2 separate regions of the Sus scrofa genome follow, and region 2 is linked to region 1. The links are chromatin contacts, called in public HiChIP or PLAC-seq maps. All regions are on one chromosome and are shown on one strand. Each heading gives the region's core, a stretch centred on a gene start, on an enhancer-like site or on the middle of the called end of the contact. The rest is flanking DNA. Distances are from core to core; before and after follow the strand shown.

Evidence for each region. HiChIP or PLAC-seq counts read pairs in DNA pulled down with a chosen protein or histone mark.
Region 2: a contact with region 1 is called in an H3K27ac HiChIP or PLAC-seq map of skeletal muscle. The contact joins the promoter of FSCN1 here to the promoter of ACTB in region 1. A contact is called at or near these places in 2 of 47 Hi-C or Micro-C datasets (embryonic fibroblasts and epiblast stem cells) and 2 of 2 datasets of contacts at active chromatin or transcription factors (alveolar macrophages and skeletal muscle).

Annotation. Positions count from the first base shown.
Region 1 is chr3:4,087,665-4,093,266 of Sscrofa11.1, forward strand. It overlaps ACTB (actin, cytoplasmic 1), which reads right to left and starts at 2,719. Exons shown (of 8, transcript XR_002342206.1): 1 at 2,595-2,719; 2 at 1,753-1,881; 3 at 1,381-1,620; 4 at 495-933; 5 at 215-396; 6 at 1-84. LOC106509620 (a long non-coding RNA gene) reads left to right here and starts at 2,832. Exons shown (of 3, transcript XR_001307289.2): 1 at 2,832-3,245.
Region 2 is chr3:4,131,258-4,136,859 of Sscrofa11.1, forward strand. It overlaps FSCN1 (fascin actin-bundling protein 1), which reads left to right and starts at 2,916. Exons shown (of 5, transcript NM_001146300.1): 1 at 2,916-3,870. The coding sequence starts at 3,039.

The sequences.
Region 1 (5,602 bases), core at 1,469-3,968:
CCACATCTGCTGGAAGGTGGACAGCGAGGCCAGGATGGAGCCGCCGATCCACACGGAGTACTTGCGCTCTGGAGGCGCGATGATCTGGAAGGAGAAGGGGACAGTGAGGCGGGTGGCGGTCAGAGCCCTGGTCCCCAGAGCACCCGCTCCGCGGCGGCTGCCGTGGCACCCACGCCGCCCGGCCGCACCCGGCCAGCTCAGGCTGGGCACTCACCTTGATCTTCATCGTGCTGGGCGCCAGGGCCGTGATCTCCTTCTGCATCCTGTCGGCGATGCCTGGGTACATGGTGGTGCCACCCGACAGCACCGTGTTGGCGTAGAGGTCCTTGCGGATGTCGACGTCGCACTTCATGATGGAGTTGAAGGTAGTTTCGTGGATGCCGCAGGATTCCATGCCTGAGGGGGGAGAGAAGCCCGACTGAGCTTCCGCTGTGGCCACCACCGGGTGAGCCAGGGGGGGCGGGGGGAAGGCAGGGCCAGGGCTGCGTCCTCACCCAGGAAGGAGGGCTGGAAGAGCGCCTCGGGGCAGCGGAAGCGCTCGTTGCCGATGGTGATGACCTGGCCGTCGGGCAGCTCGTAGCTCTTCTCCAGGGAGGAGGAGGACGCGGCAGTGGCCATCTCCTGCTCGAAGTCCAGGGCGACGTAGCACAGCTTCTCCTTGATGTCCCGCACGATCTCCCGCTCGGCCGTGGTGGTGAAGCTGTAGCCCCGCTCCGTCAGGATCTTCATGAGGTAGTCGGTCAGGTCCCGGCCAGCCAGGTCCAGACGCAGGATGGCGTGGGGCAGGGCGTACCCCTCGTAGATGGGCACCGTGTGGGTGACCCCGTCTCCGGAGTCCATCACGATGCCAGTGGTGCGGCCAGAGGCGTACAGGGACAGCACGGCCTGGATGGCCACGTACATGGCTGGGGTGTTGAAGGTCTCGAACATGATCTGGAGGGAGGGAGGGACGCTGTCACCCTCGGGAAGCCGCCGGGGGCAGTCAGGCCGGACTGGGGACATGCAGAGAGTGCAAGGAACACGGCTAAGTGTGCTGGGGACCCCAGGTCGGGGAGTCACGTCAGACCTACTGTGCACCTACGGGATACACACTCCGAGGCCCCTTTACGGCAGCCTCGTCGGCTTTGTCACACGAGCCAGTGTTAGTACCTATACACCCACAGCACCTTATGCTTTTAACACCTAGTCAGAAAGGCAAACACGAGAAAGACTCCAGCTGGGGAAAAGCAAATAGAACCTGCAGAGTTCCAAAGGAGACTCAGGTCAGAGAAGAAAAGTCCTAGGAAAATGGCAGAAGAAAGAACAAGTGAGAAAGGGCGTGGCAAAGAGGGGCAAGAGAGGAGGGGGCGGCCGCCCGAGAGAGCCCAGTGGGCCACTGACCTGGGTCATCTTCTCACGGTTGGCTTTGGGGTTCAGGGGGGCCTCGGTCAGCAGCACGGGGTGCTCCTCGGGGGCCACACGCAGCTCGTTGTAGAAGGTGTGGTGCCAGATCTTCTCCATGTCGTCCCAGTTGGTGACGATGCCGTGCTCGATGGGGTACTTGAGGGTCAGGATGCCTCTCTTGCTCTGGGCCTCGTCCCCCACGTAGGAGTCCTTCTGGCCCATGCCCACCATCACGCCCTGCGGAAGGAGGGGCGAGGCGCCTTCAGCCCGGGCCCGGCCCCACCGGCCCCCACGCAGAAAGCCTCCCCCTTCCCTCCACCTGCTACCAAGACCCCACCCACCAAGTCAGACCCGAGGGCGGCGCCCTACCTGGTGTCGGGGGCGCCCCACGATGGAGGGGAAGACGGCCCGGGGAGCATCGTCGCCCGCAAAGCCGGCCTTGCACATGCCGGAGCCGTTGTCGACCACGAGCGCAGCAATATCGTCATCCATGGCGAACTGCAGGGGCAGCAGGACCGTGAGCCGGAGGCCGGGTGCGGCCGCCTCCGCCCTACTCACTTCCGGCGCGACGCGCGTTCGAGCCGCCAGGGGGCGCCGGCACGCGCCCAGATTGGGGACAAAGGAAGCCGGCCGGCCGCGTTATTACCATAAAAGGCAAACGCTGGTCGGAGGCGGCCCCGAGGCGCGCGGCAGGAAGCCAGGCCTCCGCCCCCTCCCCACTGGGCGCCAGCCCCGCCCCGCCCAAAAAGCGCCACTCGGCGGGCGCGCGGCGACCACACCCGGGGCGGCCCGTGGCTCCGCGAGGAAGTGCGCGCAGGCGCTCTCGCGCCGCGGCGACCCCACCCCTTCCGGCCGCCCGCCCCGCCCTCGCCTCCTGGGCCTACGGCGCACACGCACGCGCACTGGCGTCCCAGCCCCCACCCGGCTCGGCCACCGCGCCGCGCCCACCCACCCGCCCCGCCGCCCGGCTGCACTGCTCTCCCGCCGGCGGAGCGATCGGCCCGCTCGGACAAAGAATCGCCGCCGCTAGGGCTCCCAAAGAAACACTCTGGGAGCGCTCCCCGAGCGCAGCCCGGGCCCCGAACGAGGAGCGCATGAGTCCATTCCCGGCACCCGGCCGGCTGTCCACGGGGCCGGGGCGGAGGGGGCCACCTGCCCACAAGAGGCACGGGCCCAGCGCATCAGCGGCCCGGCCGGTGCGGGGACCCTACCTGGTAGCGGTGTAGACCGGCGGCGAAGGCGGAGCGGCAAGGGCGAGGGGCCTGTGCTGGCGGAGTGGACGCGGTCTCGGCTGTGGCTGTGCGTCGCGCCGCCGGGTTTTATGGGGCGCAGTCGCGGCGGCTCGAGCCATAAAAGGCAACTTTCGAAACGGCGAGCGCTGATTGGCCCCGCGCCGCTCACTCACCGGCCTCGCCGCACAGTGCAGCATTTTTTTACCCCCTCTCCCCTCCTTTTGCAAAAAAAAAAAAAAAGAAAAAAAAAAAAAAAGAAAGAGGGAGGGAGATGGACTGGCTAGGAGAGAGCGAGAGCGAGATTGAGGAAGAGGAGGGAGAGAGTTTTGGCGTCGGCCGCCCTTGGGTGCTGGGCCCCAACAGTGGGCCGCCGCCCGCCTGAGCAGTGTCGGGTCCGGCCCCGCTTGGCCAGGCCTGCACCCGGCCTGCTGGTCTCCGGGTCTCCCCACCCCGGCACCCTCCGAATGTGGATGCCCCAAAGCAGTGAGCGCCCCTGTGGGCAAGGGTCAGCACGGATGCGAGAGTCCCTGGTTGCTGTGGGTGCATGCTTAAGGAGCAGGTGGGGGAAAGGAGTGATGAGAGAGTCACCCTCCCCTTGGCGACATTAGCTCTGCTGCCCAGAAAGCCTGGGTAAGGGGGGGCCCCGACTGGGGGTGCTGAGCTTGCTAAGTGGGGGTGCTGAGCTTGCTAAGGGGGCACATTACTTAGAGACCGTGGGCTTGAGGGCTATGGTGGGGCATGCTTGAGTCAGGGGACTTGGAGACACGTAGCAGGGGCTTCAGGACTGCAGTCTCTAGGGACAGGACAGGCCCCAGGGGCTGGGGGCTGGAAGTTCCCCGTGAAGAGGGCTCCAGGCCTCCCTTGCTGCAGGCCCAGGAGAGGTGGGCTCCGTAGAGCAGAGAAGCTGTTCCCATGGAGCTGGGCTGCGGCTGAGGCTGCCTGGTCACACCCAGCCAAGGCCAAGCCTGGGCCATTAGCTGGCGACCCAGGCAGCTGCCAAGCACTGCTGGCTGCAGGCAGGCAGGGCCACTGAGCACAGCTCTGGGACCCACCATCCATCGTCTGTCTGTCACGTGCAGCCACAGCTGAACTGCCCTCCTAGACCATCTGGAGGCCACCAAGGACTGGGGAAGGACATTCAATGTGCCAGAGAGGAGTTAGGGGGAGGGGGGTGGGGCAGCAGGGACCAGCTGGGGCCCACTCCTGCCCTGGTCTCTCCACCAAACACGGGGTCAGACCTGGGTGCCCCCGGGTGTTCCCAGTGGTTCCCTGCTCTGGGAACTGCCTGTCCAGCAGGGAGAGCCTGCACCCAGGCGGGGGCCACCAGTGGGCAGTGAGTGGCCGAAGGAAGCCCAGCGGGGCAGCGTGGAGGTGCACCTTCTCCGAGGCCGTGACAAGCTGAATTTTCCCACAAAGGAAACAGGGCAGAGGGGTCCAGGTGGGGGCCCTGGCCTGCCCTCGGGCGTCTGTCTCCAGGTCTGCCTAGGGCTTTGCTACGCATAGTAGGTGCTCCTTGAGTGTGTGTTGAAACCAGCGAAAGATTAGTCCATATATGGGTGTGGAATCTGGCCAGGGAAGAGGCAGCTTGGTCCAGCCCCCTGTGGGAGGCCAGTGGCAGGGCACTTGGAAGGTTGCAGAGGCTACAAACAGGTAGGAAGGGTGACCGTCCCCCAGCGCACAGCAGAGCCTGCAGGCTCAGGGCCACCAGCTAGCATTCCCAGGGAACAACTCCCCCAACCCCGCCCCAGGCCTGGGCGAATGTTCCCAGCCCATCCACTCCCTCCCTCCCAGGGGCCAGACTGCGCTCCCTGTCCCAGGCCTTGTGTCTCTCAGTCGTGGGCGAGGGGCCAGCCACCTCAGGACCTGCCAGCCCTGTGATTCGGGGGTTGGGGCGGGAGGTGGGGTTTGCTGCGGGTTGATGGGCTGCCAGCCCGGTGGGGGGGCTGGTCACACTGGGACCACTGCAGGGCCCCCCGGGCAGGGCAAGGATGGAGAGCCAGGCTGGTCCCCAGGCAGGACCTGTGCTGCCACCTGGCCTCTTCTCAACCAGGGCCAGCCAAGGGGCACGCTCGCCCCCACTGACCTGGGGGCCTGGTACCCTCCTGGCCCTCTGTCTGCCGCAGCCCAGTGGTCTCCTGTGCCGGCCAGCATCCCCCTCCTCCTGCGGGGCCCCCCCCAGGGCCCTGATCTGAGGGCTGAAGAAGGGACGGCCTGGGTGTCCTGGGTCCTGAGAAAGGACCCCGAAAGAAGGAGGCCTGGGAGGGGGCTGGGCAGCCGCCTGGGGGAGGGGAGGCGCTGGGGGGGGGGGGAGAGAGCAGCAGGAGGAGGAAAAGAGGAAGTGAGGCGGCCAGAGGAAGAGGGAGGAGACCGCGGGAGAGGAAGTGAACAGGTTCTCGGCTGGCCGGGAACTTTGCCCTCGCAGGCAGGGAGTTTTCAGAGCCGCCCGGGCAGGCGCACAGCCCCGGCCCCCCGGCCGCCCCCGCCCGTGGGGACCGTTCTTGCCTTTCCGGGGCTTTTTTCTTCTCTGCGGTCCCCTGCCCGCGAGGCCCCCAGGCGAGGGGACATTTACAACCCACGCCAGAGACCAAGCCCGCCTCCTCCAGCCCAGGCCGCCCCGCTGGCTGCCTGGCTCTGGCCTGGGGGCCCCGCCGCTGCCCGCCCCTGCGGGGACCCCAAGGCACATTTTTCAGAGGGAGACACTGAGCTGGGACCCAGAAGGGGAGGAGACCTCCCAACGAGACCGCCGGCTCCGGGAGAGACCCTGCCAACAGTCCAGCAAACACGGCCCTTGTTACAGATGCGGACACTGAGGCCGGGCTGGAAAAGGGCCCAGGGCACGGAGTCCCCTGTCGGGGGTTCGAGGTGCAGGGCCTGGAGGCCCCTCCCTGGGTAAAGTGTCCCCCTGCAGTGTCCCCAGGGACTGGGGCCAAAGGCTGTTCCAAAGTCTAAATTCCTGGGTCCTTCCTTCTCAGTGCTTATCTCCTAAG
Region 2 (5,602 bases), core at 1,666-4,165, 44 kb after region 1:
CTTTGGACAGAGGACAGAGTGAGCTCCCCATCACCAGAGGCATTCAAGCTGGGGCTGGACAGCCTTAATTTTTCACATGATGCATGGGGCATAGCCAGGTAAAGAGAAGCACAACAACATATTGGTTTGTGGTTGGGGGCTGCACTCTTGGGAGGGGGTTCTGGCCAAAGCAGCGTATCAACAACAACAACCCAAATGTCCATCCACAGGACACATTAAATAAATGGCACCTTCATGCAGTGAACTATTACACAGCTGTGAAAAGGAACAAGGAAGGCACTTACATACCAAAGCAGAAACTGTGCAGGTACGTGAAGGAATAAAGCAGGATTAAACACACTATTTAGGAGCTCCCTAGTGGCTCAGCAGGTTAAAGATCCGGCATTGTTACTGCTGTGGCAGGGGTTTGATCCCTGGCCCGGGAACTTCCACGTGCCAAGGGTGAAGAAAGGAAGGAGGGAAGAAAGGAAGGGAGAAAGAATTAACCATTTCGAGATGGAGAGATTTACAAGAGTATAGATGAATATTTGCTTGTCTTTGAAGTTCAAGGAAAGGAAAATCATCTAACATCAGTTATTGAGGTAATGGATAGGGATGGGGGTCGGGGGGCAAAAGTCTTTTTATGGTTTTGGATGTGTGAACTATGTGAATGTACGGTCTATCGAAAAAATTGAAATAATAGTAATTTAGCTCCACATTCTTTTTTTTTTTTTTTTGGTCTTTTTGCCTTTTCTAGGGCTGCTCCCGCGGCGTATGGAGGTTCCCAGGCTAGGGGTCGAATCGGAGCTGCAGCCACCGGCCTACGCCAGAGCCACAGCAACGCAGGATCTGAGCTACATCTACAACCTACACCACAGCTCACAGCAACGCCAGCTCCTTAACCCACTGCAGCTCCACATTCTTTACATACTGAGCCCCGATCACCCAGTCCCACCCAGTCTCAGGCTGGACCTGATCTCCCCCAACATTTCAGGCTCTCTTTTGTTCACTGCCTTGGGCTGCCCTTGTCTGTGGGGAAATCCAAGGTCCCCTTTCTATGTCCCATCCCCCCACTGCCCCATTTCATTCCGCTCTCTTGGGCATGTCGGCACAAGGCTCCTGCTCCTCACCGATTGACCCTAAACCTTGTACTCCACCAGTGCTCAGACGACAGGACAGGACCGGGTCCTGGGGATTCCTGGGGACCCTGGAGGCTGGAGGGGGTCTGGCCTGTCTGTGTCCCCAGGACCAGCCAGCATTTATTGAGCACTGACTACGTGACGTGCCAGGCACTGTTTTCTAGGGGCTTGACATGTGTCATCACCAACTTGTCTGGTTTGCCCAAGACCTTCCTGGTTTGAAAACTGAGGGCCGTGTCCCAGGGACCCCCTCAGTCACGGTCATGGGTGTTGGCTGCTTCTGTCGTCTCAACTTCTCTCCAGGGGCAGGTGCTGTCGTTATGCCCTTTAGAGAGGTGGGAAAACCAAGAACCAGGGAGGTTTGTGTGAACCCAGGAAGCCCAGTGCAGGAAGCCAGGCTGCCACCACGCCCAGCTCGCCTGGCTAGTCTTTCTACCCCTTGAAAGTATCACCTGGGAAGGCCTGGACCAGCTCCCGCCCCTGGCCGGACTGAGAGGCAGCAGCCCTGCCAGTTAACCCACTTGACCCACCATGATGAGACAGTTAACCCAAAATTCCCCTGAAAGATAAAAATCCCTGGAGGGGTTTGCCTGGCTGGGAGGCACAGGCACAGCCCAACCAGCCCGGGAGCTACTTCAGTGCCCTCTGCCTTTGGCCTGGAGACCTTGTGGGCAGCCTGTGGTCATGCTGGCATTCCAGGGGCCTGCAGGCATGTGGGGAATGTCCCAGCAAAAGTGTTGGCCTTCCGAGATGCTCAGAAAAGGGAAGTGTTCCTCCCCGGGGGTGGGGATGGGCCGTCTGCAGGGAAGGTCCACTTCGCGGGAGGAGGATGGAGAGCGGAGGCCCTCAAGGAGGAGCCCACATCACCCCTTCCTGGGTGCTGGGCTCAGCATCCAATGAAGTGGGGGCCTGGGGGCGGGTATAAAGCGGGAGGTGTGCTGGGCTGGAGACCGGGTTTCCGCCCCTCAGGGCTGTGCTGCCCGAGTTGCATCCTGCTTCTGACCCGCTCAGCACAAGGGCACGCTGCTCACCCCATACCTGGTGAACCTCACCAGGACCCCGTGGCTTCTGCCTCCTCAGAATGGGGCCACTGTCACTCATCTCCACTACCAAGGAGACCTATTTGGGCCAGGGGGGGGCTGGGGACCTGGGCCACAGGGAGGGGTCTCAGTGGCCTTCAGGGCAAAGGCGTAGGAAGGCAGCTTCGGAGAAACACAGCCTCTGTTCGGGAGGCCGCAAGGCCTGGGTTGGATGAGTTGGGGTCTGCAGGGCCCTCCCCAGCTCCTGGTGTCCTCCTCCCATCCCTTCCGCCCACAGGCCCTTAGAGGGTCCCCTCTCAGCTCCTTCAAGGCTCTGCTCTAAGGCCACCTCATCTGAGCAGCCTCCGGACCGCCTCGTCCTAGTTCTGATGGCTCTGCGGCTCTCCACCGTCTCCATCACAGCCTCAAACCTGGCTGGCTTTTCTCCCGGCTGGGCTTGGGGTAGGGGGCCTCCGAGGGGTCCCTGGCTCTGAGGGAGTCCTCAGGCTGCGGCGCTGCGAGGGTGGGGCCCTGGCATTGGGGGAAGTGGGCGGCGGCCCGAAGTGGGGGGAACCGCAGAGGCCGGCCGCGCCGAAGGAGAGGACGCTGCGAGCCGAGCCGCCACCCGCGCCTCTCCCAGCCCCTGCGCGACCCTGTTCGCTCCCCGGGTCCCCGCGCCCCCTCTTCGGCGCGTCCCGGGGCGGGGCGGGGCGGGGGCGGGACCTCGCGGCGCTGACGTCACCCCGCTTATAAAGGGGCTAGGGCGCCACGGGCCGGCTTTGTAGAGCGCTGCTGAGGGTGCGCGCACGGCCGCGGCAGTAGAACAAAGGAGCAGGGCGCCGCCGCAGGGACCCGCCACCGACCTCCCGGGCCGCGCCGGGGCCTCCAGCCCGCCGCCACCATGACCGCCAACGGCACGGCCGAGGCCCTCCAGATCCAGTTCGGCCTCATCAATTGCAGCAACAAGTACCTGACGGCCGAGACGTTCGGGTTCAAGGTGAACGCTTCGGCCAGCAGCCTGAAGAAGAAGCAGATCTGGACGCTGGAGCAGCCGCCCGACGAGGCGGGCGGTGCAGCCATGTGCCTGCGCAGCCACCTGGGCCGTTACCTGGCGGCGGACAAGGATGGCAACGTGACCTGCGAACATGAGGTGCCCGACGCCGACTGCCGCTTTCTCATCGTGGCGCACGACGACGGCCGCTGGTCACTGCAGTCCGAGGCGCACCGGCGCTACTTTGGCGGCACCGAGGACCGCCTGTCGTGCTTCGCTCAGACCGTGTCACCGGCCGAGAAGTGGAGCGTGCACATCGCCATGCACCCGCAGGTCAACATCTACAGCCTGGCCCGCAAGCGCTACGCGCACCTGAGCGCCCGGCCCGCCGACGAGATCTCAGTGGACCGCGACGTGCCCTGGGGCGTCGACTCGCTCATCACGCTGGCCTTCCAGGACCAGCGCTACAGCCTGCAGACGGCCGACCACCGCTTCCTGCGCCACGACGGGCGCCTAGTGGAGCAACCTGAGCCCGCCACAGGCTACACTCTCGAGTTCCGCTCCGGCAAGGTGGCCTTCCGCGACTGCGAGGGCCGCTACCTGGCGCCGTCGGGGCCCAGCGGCACGCTCAAGGCGGGCAAGGCCACCAAGGTGGGCAAGGACGAGCTCTTCGCCCTGGAGCAGAGCTGCGCCCAAGTCGTGCTGCAGGCTGCCAACGAGAGGAACGTGTCCACGCGCCAGGGTGAGTGGGGACGCCGCCCCCCGCCTCTCGGGCTGTGCACAAAGCGCACCCCACCCCCGTCCCCACAGCCTCCCGCCCTTTCTCGCCCGCGGCGCGTCTGCCATCCCGAGCGACGCCCGGCGAGCCCCCGCTGGGCGCGCGGGCCACCCCACCCCGCCGCGGGCCGTGCGCTCCGGCCCCGAGGAAGCGGCTTTCCCTGTCCTTGGGTGCAGAGGCACAGCCCCCACTCCGCCGTGGAGTTGGGACTCCCTAGGCCGCGCTTAGGCTCCACCCCAAGTGGCGCCCTCCGAACTCCCCGCCCAGTCCGGGTCCTCCCTCCCCGCGCAGATCCCGGGTATCTGCAGACCCAGTCTTGGGGAGGGGACGCCCCTTGTCCGTTCCTCGTGCCCCCCCTCCTACCCCCGCCCCCGTCAGCGGGCCTTCAGCTCAGGGGCGGAGGCGAGGGGTCGCCTCCGGCGCAGGGCGTGCCCCAGCTCCCTTTGGGCAGCCTTTCGCCGGCGGGATAGGGGAGCTTTGATCTCTGCAGGGTGCACTTCCACCTCCTGGCCCCCTGGGCCTTTCCCCACCCCCTCTCTCGGCCGGGAGGGGTTGGCTTCTGCGGGAAGGGGGTCGCCCCGAGGGTCTGCCCTTCCCCCCGGCCCCTCCTCCCGCGTCTGCCCCGCGCTCGAGGCCGCGGCCTTTGTGAGCCGGGGGGCGGGCTCCTCGACAGGGCCCTCCCTCGCCCCCTTTGTCCTGCTCGGTCTCTGCAGATGGGAAAACCAGATGCGGCGGGGTGGGGGAGGGGATGGGCTTTCCGCGGGTCCCTCCTGCCGAAGACCCCCCTCCCCCGCCACCGCGTCGCCCCCAGGCCCAGTGCCCCTTCCGAAGTCGCCCCAGGAGGCGGCCTCCCTCCTCGCGCCCCGGGCTCCGGAACGGCGTGGCGCGGCTGGCGGCTCGCCAGGCACCCTGTCCTGCACCCGCCGCACGTCTCCCGGCCGCGGCGCTCTGCTCTGCGGGTGCCGGAGCCTCCGCGCGAGCCGGGAGACCCTAACCAGCACCCTCGGGAGGCCCCCTACCCTCGAGGGAACCCATCCCCCAAGATCCCTCCTGGAACAATTGGCTGCAACTCGATGCGTCCTCTTGCCGCGGCCTCCCGCGGGCCTGGCCATTTCCTCCTACCAGCCTGCGCGCCAGCAGTGAGCCCCCCTTTCCTTTCTTAGATTCTTCCCCAGGCGGCTTCGCTTCCTTCGGGCGTCCTCGCTCGTCGTTGGCGAAGAAGGCAGTCTTTTCCTTCCCAGCGGAGGGGCCTTTGGGGCTCTTGCTCCTCTGAATGGGACGTTGGGCTCAGGCTCTGGGAATAGCTGGATGGGATTCCATGGTCGGGAGGCCCCCCTTCTGCCTGGGCTCTGCCGAGGGGGCAGTTTTGTGCTTGGGTTTGCCCAGAGAGGTGAAGCCAGTTGGCCACTGTCACACAGCAAGTAAACAGCACGCAGAACTGGGTTTGACTCCAGAACAGGCTCTTATCTGGACTCCCTGATGCCACCAGCCTCGGGGGCTCAGGGTCTCCTCTTCCCAGTCTCACACAGTACTAGGTGGGGGCAGGACTCCCCACTATTCAGCAAACATGGAGCCTCTAGCGAGTGAGACAGGCAGAGGCCTGAACGACGGGCACGTGGGCATGTTCCGGATCCTTAATTCTTGGGTGCAGTGTTCTCACTGGGAGATGAGCCACACCCCAGAGGTGTCAAGCAAA